2 separate regions of the Mus musculus genome follow, and region 1 is linked to region 2. A link is a contact called in public promoter capture Hi-C data. All regions are on one chromosome and are shown on one strand. Each heading gives the region's core, a stretch centred on a gene start, on an enhancer-like site or on the middle of the called end of the contact. The rest is flanking DNA. Distances are from core to core; before and after follow the strand shown. Region 1 overlaps Arih1 (ariadne RBR E3 ubiquitin protein ligase 1). Region 2 holds the start of Bbs4 (Bardet-Biedl syndrome 4 (human)).

Region 1 (3,938 bases), core at 193-2,692, 100 kb after region 2:
AATGTATTTTTAGTTTGTGATATTCAAGAAAATATATCTAATAAGCTGAAATAAAGCCTCCATTTCAATTTAACCTGAATTTCCTGAACACTAAGTTCACTGTAAAATTTTCAATACAAGAAATTGTAGCAATTACTTAGATATTGGTTTGTTCAAATGCATACTATTATATAAATCCGCTTATAAATTCAAATCAGTGGGCTTTCTCTGTTACTTCTAAGTACAAAGCTAACAATATAACTTCTTACCTTTCCATTAGCTTCTCTTTATCCCAATTGAAGTGGCTAAGGAGTATTCTCGTGATAGTTGCTGGATTCTGAAGGAGGGGGGAAAAAAAACATTTTAAAGTAATTGTATCTCACTGACTTTTTTGTATGTGTATGTCTTTCTGTGAAGTCCAGGCTGGCCTTGAATTCACAATTCTCTTGCTCCCGAATCCCAGGTGCTAGGATTGTTTGCTTGCAACAAACTCAGCTATTTCACAGACATGTAAAAAAAAGATAGCAGGCTAGATTTCAAGTTCCCAAATAATGCACCCAAGTTTTCTGTCCTAATATATTTTTCTGCACCATGGCTGGAGCACTTAGTCCCTCCCAAAATACCCTTTCCTGGTTATTTATATTCCAAAGGAGATACAAATTTTTAGTTGTATGATCAAGATTATTTAAATAGCTCACCATATAATAGTTCATCCTTTATAGGGTTCAAAATAAGCCAAAAAGAAAGAAAATGTCAAAGTTAAGACCATACTAAGCCAAGTGAGGTTACCTACACATATAACCTCAGTGCACAGGAAGCTGAGGAAAAAAAGGAGACCAGTTCATACTATATAACAAGACCCTATCTTGAAAAGCAAACCCAAAATATCAAGTATTTGATAAAACTAATTTGTTGCATGGAGTCTCTAGCAAACTACCACATCAGCAATCTAAATATAATTAATAAAATTTGTAAGTAATAAAATTTGTAAGTCCATGTGTATCAAATAGTTAAAGAAACTCAAAGTTAGTGTATTTTAGATATATTAAACTAAACCAACAAAATATCTGTACCATGTAATAACACTATATATTCTTGGGATGTTCTTTCATATTATTTATAGAAGGAAAGTTAAAACTCTGAAATATAAGTTTGCTGTTCTCACAAATATTCCCATTTCTCATTAAACTAGCAAGCATAACTATTTGAGCACACTTTTTTAAAGCTTACAAGACAATGAGGCTTGGTGTGGTAGCTCACTTGTAATCTCAACATTTGGAAGGCTAAAGTAGGACTGCTGAGTTCCAGGTCAGTGCCACAGAATGAGGCCCTGTCTCAAAACCAGAAACTCAATGGGGCATAAGACTTCAGGGAAACTGAACTTGTTCCAAGATAGGAGAGCACATAACCATGTAGGAAGCAGAGCTTAAACCACGCCCTGAATAAACTCTATTCTATACTATACCGCTGTGTGGCTGGTCCCTCAGGGGAAAGGGATGACTCAGCATGGGCCCTGCATAGATAGGCACCCCCTTCCCCCACGCCTCACTACACATCAACAAAATGTATCCCCCCCTCTATCTTTTTATAACATATCACTATTCTCTTTCATTGTGTTTAATAATGGTATTAATTAAGTATTGATTTAAAATAATCTAATAAGAGTGTCATTAATCATCAAAAAGAAAAGTTTCAGGAGCTGTAGAGATGGCTCAGAGGTTAAGAGCACTGACTACTGTTCCAGAGGTCCTGAGTTCAATTCCCAGCAACCACATGGTGGCTCACAACCATCTGTAATGGGATCTGATGTCCTCTTCTGGTGTGTTTGAAGACAGTGATAGTGTACTCATATAAAAGAGATAAATCTTTAAAGAAAGAAAGAAGAAAAGAAAGAAATGTGATGTCTCAATTATTCTCAGCAACACCATCTGTTACCACCTCCGTAGCCCCTGCAATCCACATCATTTATCCTACCCCTATTCCCCCAAAAGACCAATGACCAAAGTACTTTTCTACTCATCCAGGCTCACTTTACTACCTAACTTCCTTATTCAGAGAAGCCCTAAGTCTTTTAACCCTTTTAACATCATACTCCAGAATAAGAATCTTGCTGGGTAGCACACACCTTTAATCCCAATGATCAGGATGCAAAAGCAGGAGGCTCTCTGTGTGAGTTCAAGGCCAGCCTGAGTTATAGAAAGAAATTCTAAATGTTAAGATAAAAAGGAAAATGATTAAGCTGACCCTAAGTATTAATATACTTACTATGGAACCAAAATTGAATCTAATAACATGGACTGGGCTAGTTAAGATTCTAACTTTGTGACATTATACACACCTCCACGAAACAGTGCACCTGAAAGTTTCAGGAATTAAGTTTCAACTTACAAAGAAAAACTAGAGAAAGGATGAGCAATGTCACTAGTGCTTCTTCTGAGTTCTAGTAGCAAAGGTTGTTGTAGCCATTGTTGGTTTTATCAAAACTTTAGTAAGTTAGGAGCCGGGCGTGGTGTTGCACGTCTTTAATCCCAGCTCTTGGGAGTCAGAGGCAGGCGGATTTCTGAGTCTGGTCTACAAAGTGAGTTCCAGGACAGCCAGGGTTATACAGAGAAACCCTGCCTCGAAAAACAAAACAAAACAACCTTACTATGGAAGGTTTTCTCAACTCTTAGGTTCAATCTCACATTTTCTAGTCACCTGGAAGCACTCACTGCCAAAATTGACTCAGACGACTTGCTTCAGAGTAGCTAGCAGGCTGATCACTGTAAGTAAACTGGGTAAAGAGAGGTGGTGGGAAAATGGATCTTATCACAATTATTCTTTAACAGGCCATATATTAATTACTTTATAAATTTTATTTAAGTCTCAAAGCACTCTATAAACCAGGCACTAGTTCATGCCTGTTACATAAGCACTCCAGAAGTCAGGGCAGCAGAATTACTGCAGGGTTAAAGCCAACCTAAGCTATATTGTGAGTCCCATGATGAATGTTAAGGCCCAAAACAAAAACAAAAACAAAACAAAAAAAGCACTCTGTAAACACACTTCACTAGCTAGCTTTGTTTTTACTTTTTCTTTTTAAGAGAGAGATCTAACTATGTCTAAAAATGTAATAATATTCTCTTGCTTAGCCTCCCAAGTGCTTGGATCACAGACCCATTCTCTTATCCCCTAACTTTAAAAACCTTTGTAAATATGAGAAAAATAGAACTAGGTTACAAAAATTAATCTCATGCATTAAGTGGAACAGCTGTAAATCAAAACTATGATCTGTCTTTACTGTCCCTTCCACTATACCATGTAGCAGAACTAGAAAGAATATTAATGATCCATAACTAACTAGTCATGTATTACAGCCTTTACGTTCCCCACCAAAAGGTTATTCAGAACAAGGTGGGAGGAAACACGGTCAGAATACAAGGAAGCACTAGGAACTTCCAGAGGGACTAAAAAAGGTTCTTTATTTAGAATGTCACATAAAAGTAACCTATCTATATACAGCAAGCCCTATTTGCTGTGGTATGTATGTTCCAAGATCCTCGGTGGATGTATGAAACTGCAGACAATGGCAAAGTCTACAATACAGGTACTGGAATACTTAATCAATTGATGATACACCCAAATGGGCTAAGATAACACAAACCCTAACATTAAGACAGAAACTGGGACTAGGATATGGGATATTGTTGTGATAAACAGACCTGACCATGTGTTTTACAGAGGATTGTGGTGAAATTTGAACTTTGGATTGTCCCAGTGTTTCTATTGCTTTGATAAACTCCAGGACCAAAAACAAATAGGGAAGAAAGAATTTATTCCATCTTATGGTCTATCATCTTCAGAAGTCAAGAAAGGTGTTCAAGACAGGAACCTGGAGGAAGGAACTGATGCCACTAAGGAATGCTGCTTACTTTACAGGCTTGTCCCCTATGGCTTGCTCTACTTTCCTATAGCATCCA
Region 2 (4,487 bases), core at 1,427-3,926:
TCTGTTTTCCATGGTGTTTTTCAAAAGACAATATAAAAAAAAAAACCACTAAAATCATTCATTAGTTCAGGACAGGGTTTGAAACCCAACAGTAAAAAGTAAAAAAAAGTAAAAAGTAAAGGACAAGGCTTCATGTTTTTATTAGGGATGTCTCCGAAGTTAAATACAATTACAAACATAGTCCTCAAAAATCAACTACTGTCAAAAAGCTAAAAATAGAATAATCAGTCCTTGCCCAATGGCATATACCTATGATCCCAGCACCTTGGTACTGAGGCAAGAGAACTGTAGTCTGATCCTAGCCTAGGCTATATAAGACGACCCTATCTCAAATCAACAAAACATCCTATGATCCAGCTATCCTCCTACTGAGTACATACCAAAATAAAATACACTCATTCTACCAAAGAGATACTGTGTTCTTCATCTACTGCAGCATTCTTCACAGTATCAAAGTACATAGTCAATGGAGTTGCCCAAGGATGGATAAATAACAAATGGGTAAATAAACTGTGGTATGTGTTAAGGCCTAGGTAAAATATTAAGGTCTAGATGGACTGTTAAAGCCTAGGTAATATGTTAAGGCCTAGGTAACAGATACTTGACTACCCTGCCATTATAAGGAAACTCTCTCCTATCTCTCTGCTGTTGCTAGGAAACTTTCTGATGCCAAGATTGATTACATATTCTGTTATGTTCTGTGCCCTTGAAAACCAGTCACAATAAAAAGTCAATAGGACTGTTTTATATAGTTACCCACAATAAGCTTGGATCTGAACCAACCACCCAACAGTATTTCCTGTACCTGTGTTCAAGTTTTTATGGTATAAGCTGCCCCCGAGATGGACCCCAACATAAGAAAGATACCCGCCCCAATATAAGAAACTATTTGGAATAAAACTTCCATTCTGAGTAGTGGTCGAGTAAAGTTTATGTTCCCAAAACCTCCCTGGGAACTGACATCCTACTTGGCAGAAAGAGACATGTACACAGGTAACTGACATCCTGGTTGGCAAGTTAAGACATGAATATTAGACAAGTCCCATCCTGGTAGAGAAGTTAGGACATGAATATTAGACAAGGCAGGTTTCCTGCCACAGTTGAATACCCCAACCAATGGGAGCAGGGTAAATGCACAACAAAACATGTTCCTAAGGAAATCCTATCCCTAAATCCTGATTGGTGAAATAATTTGGCACAGATGTTTGTGGATTTGGGGCTTAAAAACCCTGTAAGATCTTAACTTGGGGTCATGGTTCAGTTCCCGAATCTGGACCATGGCCCTAGTTGACCAGTCCTGGGGCATCTGCTCAATAAACTATCCCTGTCTGACTGCGATCAGTGTTTGTGTGGTTTGTGAAGAGATTCCTAGACTCCAGGAGTATGCATGTATTATTTAGACATGAAAAAGAATAAGGTGTAATCTGTAGTACTGTGGAAAAATTATGCTAAGTAAAATATGCCTGGCAGAGAAAGCCAAAGCATGTTCTCACTCCTATGTGGAAACTAAAAAAGCTGATCTCAACGGGGTAGCACACACCTTTAATCCCAGGCAGCCTAGTCTACTCTCTAGTTCTAGGTCAGTTGGGGATACACAAATAAACCCTATCTTTACAAAAAGGAACAAACAAAGTTGATTTCATGGAAATAGAGAGTAGAACAAGAGGTCACCAAAAGTTAGGAAAGGGAAAAGATGGAGAGAAACATTCAATAATATTCAATAACAGGAGCCAAATACCAACAGACAGAAGCAAATGCTTATGTGGGGGCTACTGTTTGCAACAGTTTATATGCTGAGATGGAAATGGTAATGACCCTGACTTGACCATCACACACAGTACACTTTGTACCGACGTATCATCACACTGTACCTCATAAACATACAACTATAAGTCAATCCAAAAAAAAGGAGCTAGGAGTGATGACGCACTCCTGTAAATCCCAGAAGTCAGGGGATTAAAGGTGGCTAATCCGTAGCCAACATGAACTACAGGTGCAAATACCATGTACATACAAGACTGTCACAAACAAGCAAGGTCATGAGTGATGCAAAAAGCCAGTTACTTCTGGGTCAGCCTGAATTCACAGAGGCTGTTGTAGAATTAACTAACGATTTAAACCAGCTGAGTTCTGAAACAGGGCTTTTCCGAAATCTAATCGCAGCTGGGAAAACAAGCCAGTCGCAGTGAGAGGGCAGGGGCGCTGAATGGTTCCAGGCTTCATCCAATTAAATTACCAATCTATGGGATATCAAAAACTGCCTAATGAAGGTGCAGTAACCCCCACCTCACGCCCACCCTCAAATCCTAAGAGTAGGAAAAACACCATTTCCAAAAAACCTCTCTTCTCTGCCCAATCCCAAAACAGACGAAGCGCTGCACACAGGTCAGCATTCGCCAAACGCCCAGCCAGGCGGGGAGCTGGACCGCGCCGCCTCCCGGAGGGACTACTTGGCGTACGCCCCGGCCCCGCCACCCCAGCCCCGCTGGCCGCCCCGGCCTGGCCCCGCCTGGCCCGGCCCCGCCACGACGCTCCGCCCTGAGGCCGCCGCTAAGCCTCCGAGAATCTCCCCGCTTACCATCCCAAGCTTCACTTCAGCCATCTTGGCTCCGCCCACCGCTTCGCGACCGGAAGCCGACCGTTTCCCGGGCGACCAGCTGAGCAGGAAGTCAAAGCCAGGGAAGGAAGGAGGAACCTGAGCCCCTAAGGAGTTGTGAGTGGAAGGTCAGGCTGTGAGGTCAGTGAGTTCCAGGGTCTCAGCCACAGATGGATGGCTTAGCTCGGAAGGAATAGGTGAGGGGACTCGCAGCCAGAGCTTAGATAGCTCTGCACCGGGCTGGACGAATTTAGAGTGGAGCGTGTCAGTTAGATAGTAGACAACGAAGTTTATAACTTATGTTTCCAAGAGATTTGGTCTAAGCCTTACATTGGCAACAAAGTTTTTCAATGACATTTTGTGAGGAAAATATGCTTTCATCGCCAGTGGAAACAAATTGGTCAAGCTTCCAATAAGAGCAGCTTAGCCACAACTACCAAAATTAAAAATGCTTATAACCTTAACCCAACTGTTTCAATTATAGGAATTTATTCTATACATATAGACATAAGACATGGCTTTACATACAGAGGTATCCGATGTATCATTGTTTGGAATAACCAACACCCAAAAAAACAACCTAAATACCCAACAGTAGAAATCAAATAAATGATAAGTTCATATTGTGTGGCATCTGAAAAGAGACAACTATTTACATGGTAAGAGAATTGCCAAGGTATTCTATTATCAGATAAGGACAATGTGCAAGAAATGCATACAGTGTCTATGTTAATAAGAAGAAAGCAAAACTAAGAATATTATGTACATAATTCTTTATTAGAAAATATTTCAACTTGGGCGTGATGGTGCATGCCTTTAATCCCAGCACTCGGGAGGCAGAGGCAGGTGGATTTCTGAGTTCGAGGCCAGCCTGGTCTACAAAGTGAGTTCCAGGACAGTCAAGGCTATACAGAGAAACCCTGTCTCAAAAAAGAAAAAAAAGAAAGAAAATATTTCTAGGATATTTAAATACTAAAAGTGGTTCTCTCTAGGGAAGAGAACTGTATAGCAGGCAAGCAAAGAGCAGAGGTAGGCTGTTTAGAACTGTAATTTTACTCTACATGGACATACTTGTTTGTTTGTTTGTTTGTTTGTTTGTTTTCGAGACTGGGTTTCTCTGTGTAGCCCTGGCTGTCCTGGAACTCACACTGTAGACCAGGCTGGCCTCGAACTCAGAAATCCGCCTGCCAATGCCTGCTCTTTGGAAGGCAGAGGCAAATGGATCTTTGTGAGTCTGAGACCAGCCTGATCTACACAAAGTTCCAGGAAGGACAGTCAGGACTATGTAACAAGACCTTTTCTCAAAACGTTTAAAATAAAATAAAATGGATGCCAAAAAATGATAATCTAAGAGAGACTACTTTCCTTAGAAAAAAGAGATGGCACAAGAAATGGAAAACCAGGTAGGTGGAGGCACACACCAGCATTTGAGAGGCTGCAGACAGATCAGACTTTCATAAACAGTATTAGTAACATAGTGAGTTCCAGGTTAGCCTGCCTGGCTTCATAAAATCCTGTCGACAGACAGACAGACAGACATAGATAGATGAAATCCTGTTTCTGGATAGATGGGTGGATGGATGGGTGGACAGACAGAAGTAGAAGAGTAGAAAGAAGAGTCCAAGCACACTGGCTCATACGTGCAATCCAAGCACTCAGGAGGCTGAAAGCAATAGGGCTTCCAGGAATGTGGGCTACCGTGGGCTACATATGGGTTACAGATTAGGCTTGGCCACATGCTAAGACCTTATCTCCAAAACAAACAAGCTGATCACAGTGACACTAGTCTGTAATCCAAGCATTCAGGAGGCAGAGGCAGGAGGATAACCCTCAAAATAGGCCAGCCCGGTCTTGAAGATTTAAAAGAAAAAAAGCAGGTAGAGGTTACCTA

What was found. Promoter capture Hi-C pulls out the DNA fragments that hold promoters and counts their contacts.
Region 1: a promoter capture Hi-C map of the HPC-7 cell line shows a contact between it and region 2. The contact joins the enhancer-like site here to the promoter of Bbs4 in region 2. A contact is called at or near these places in 10 of 39 promoter capture datasets (the 3T3-L1 cell line, the C10 cell line, the HPC-7 cell line and 6 more), 2 of 15 datasets of contacts at CTCF or cohesin (CD8 T cells and the NIH/3T3 cell line), 8 of 484 Hi-C or Micro-C datasets (the G1E-ER4 cell line, bone marrow-derived macrophages, embryonic stem cells and 3 more), 2 of 115 datasets of contacts at active chromatin or transcription factors (embryonic stem cells and large pre-B cells) and 3 of 9 other capture datasets (adipose tissue, liver and pancreatic islet).

Annotation. Positions count from the first base shown.
Region 1 is chr9:59,454,154-59,458,091 of GRCm38.p6, forward strand. Arih1 (ariadne RBR E3 ubiquitin protein ligase 1) reads right to left here. Exons shown (of 14, transcript NM_019927.2): 2 at 249-316. Among named protein-coding and RNA genes, the nearest start is that of Gm20199, 26 kb to the right of the region's middle. Within about 2 kb of position 1,443, at least 35 of the 459 cell types and tissues checked have an H3K27ac peak or open chromatin away from gene starts, as enhancers often do. A contact at or near this core is called in the G1E-ER4 cell line, the HPC-7 cell line, embryonic stem cells and 2 more, where this site is marked.
Region 2 is chr9:59,350,832-59,355,318 of GRCm38.p6, forward strand. Bbs4 (Bardet-Biedl syndrome 4 (human)) reads right to left here and starts at 2,677. Exons shown (of 16, transcript NM_175325.3): 1 at 2,579-2,677. The coding sequence starts at 2,602.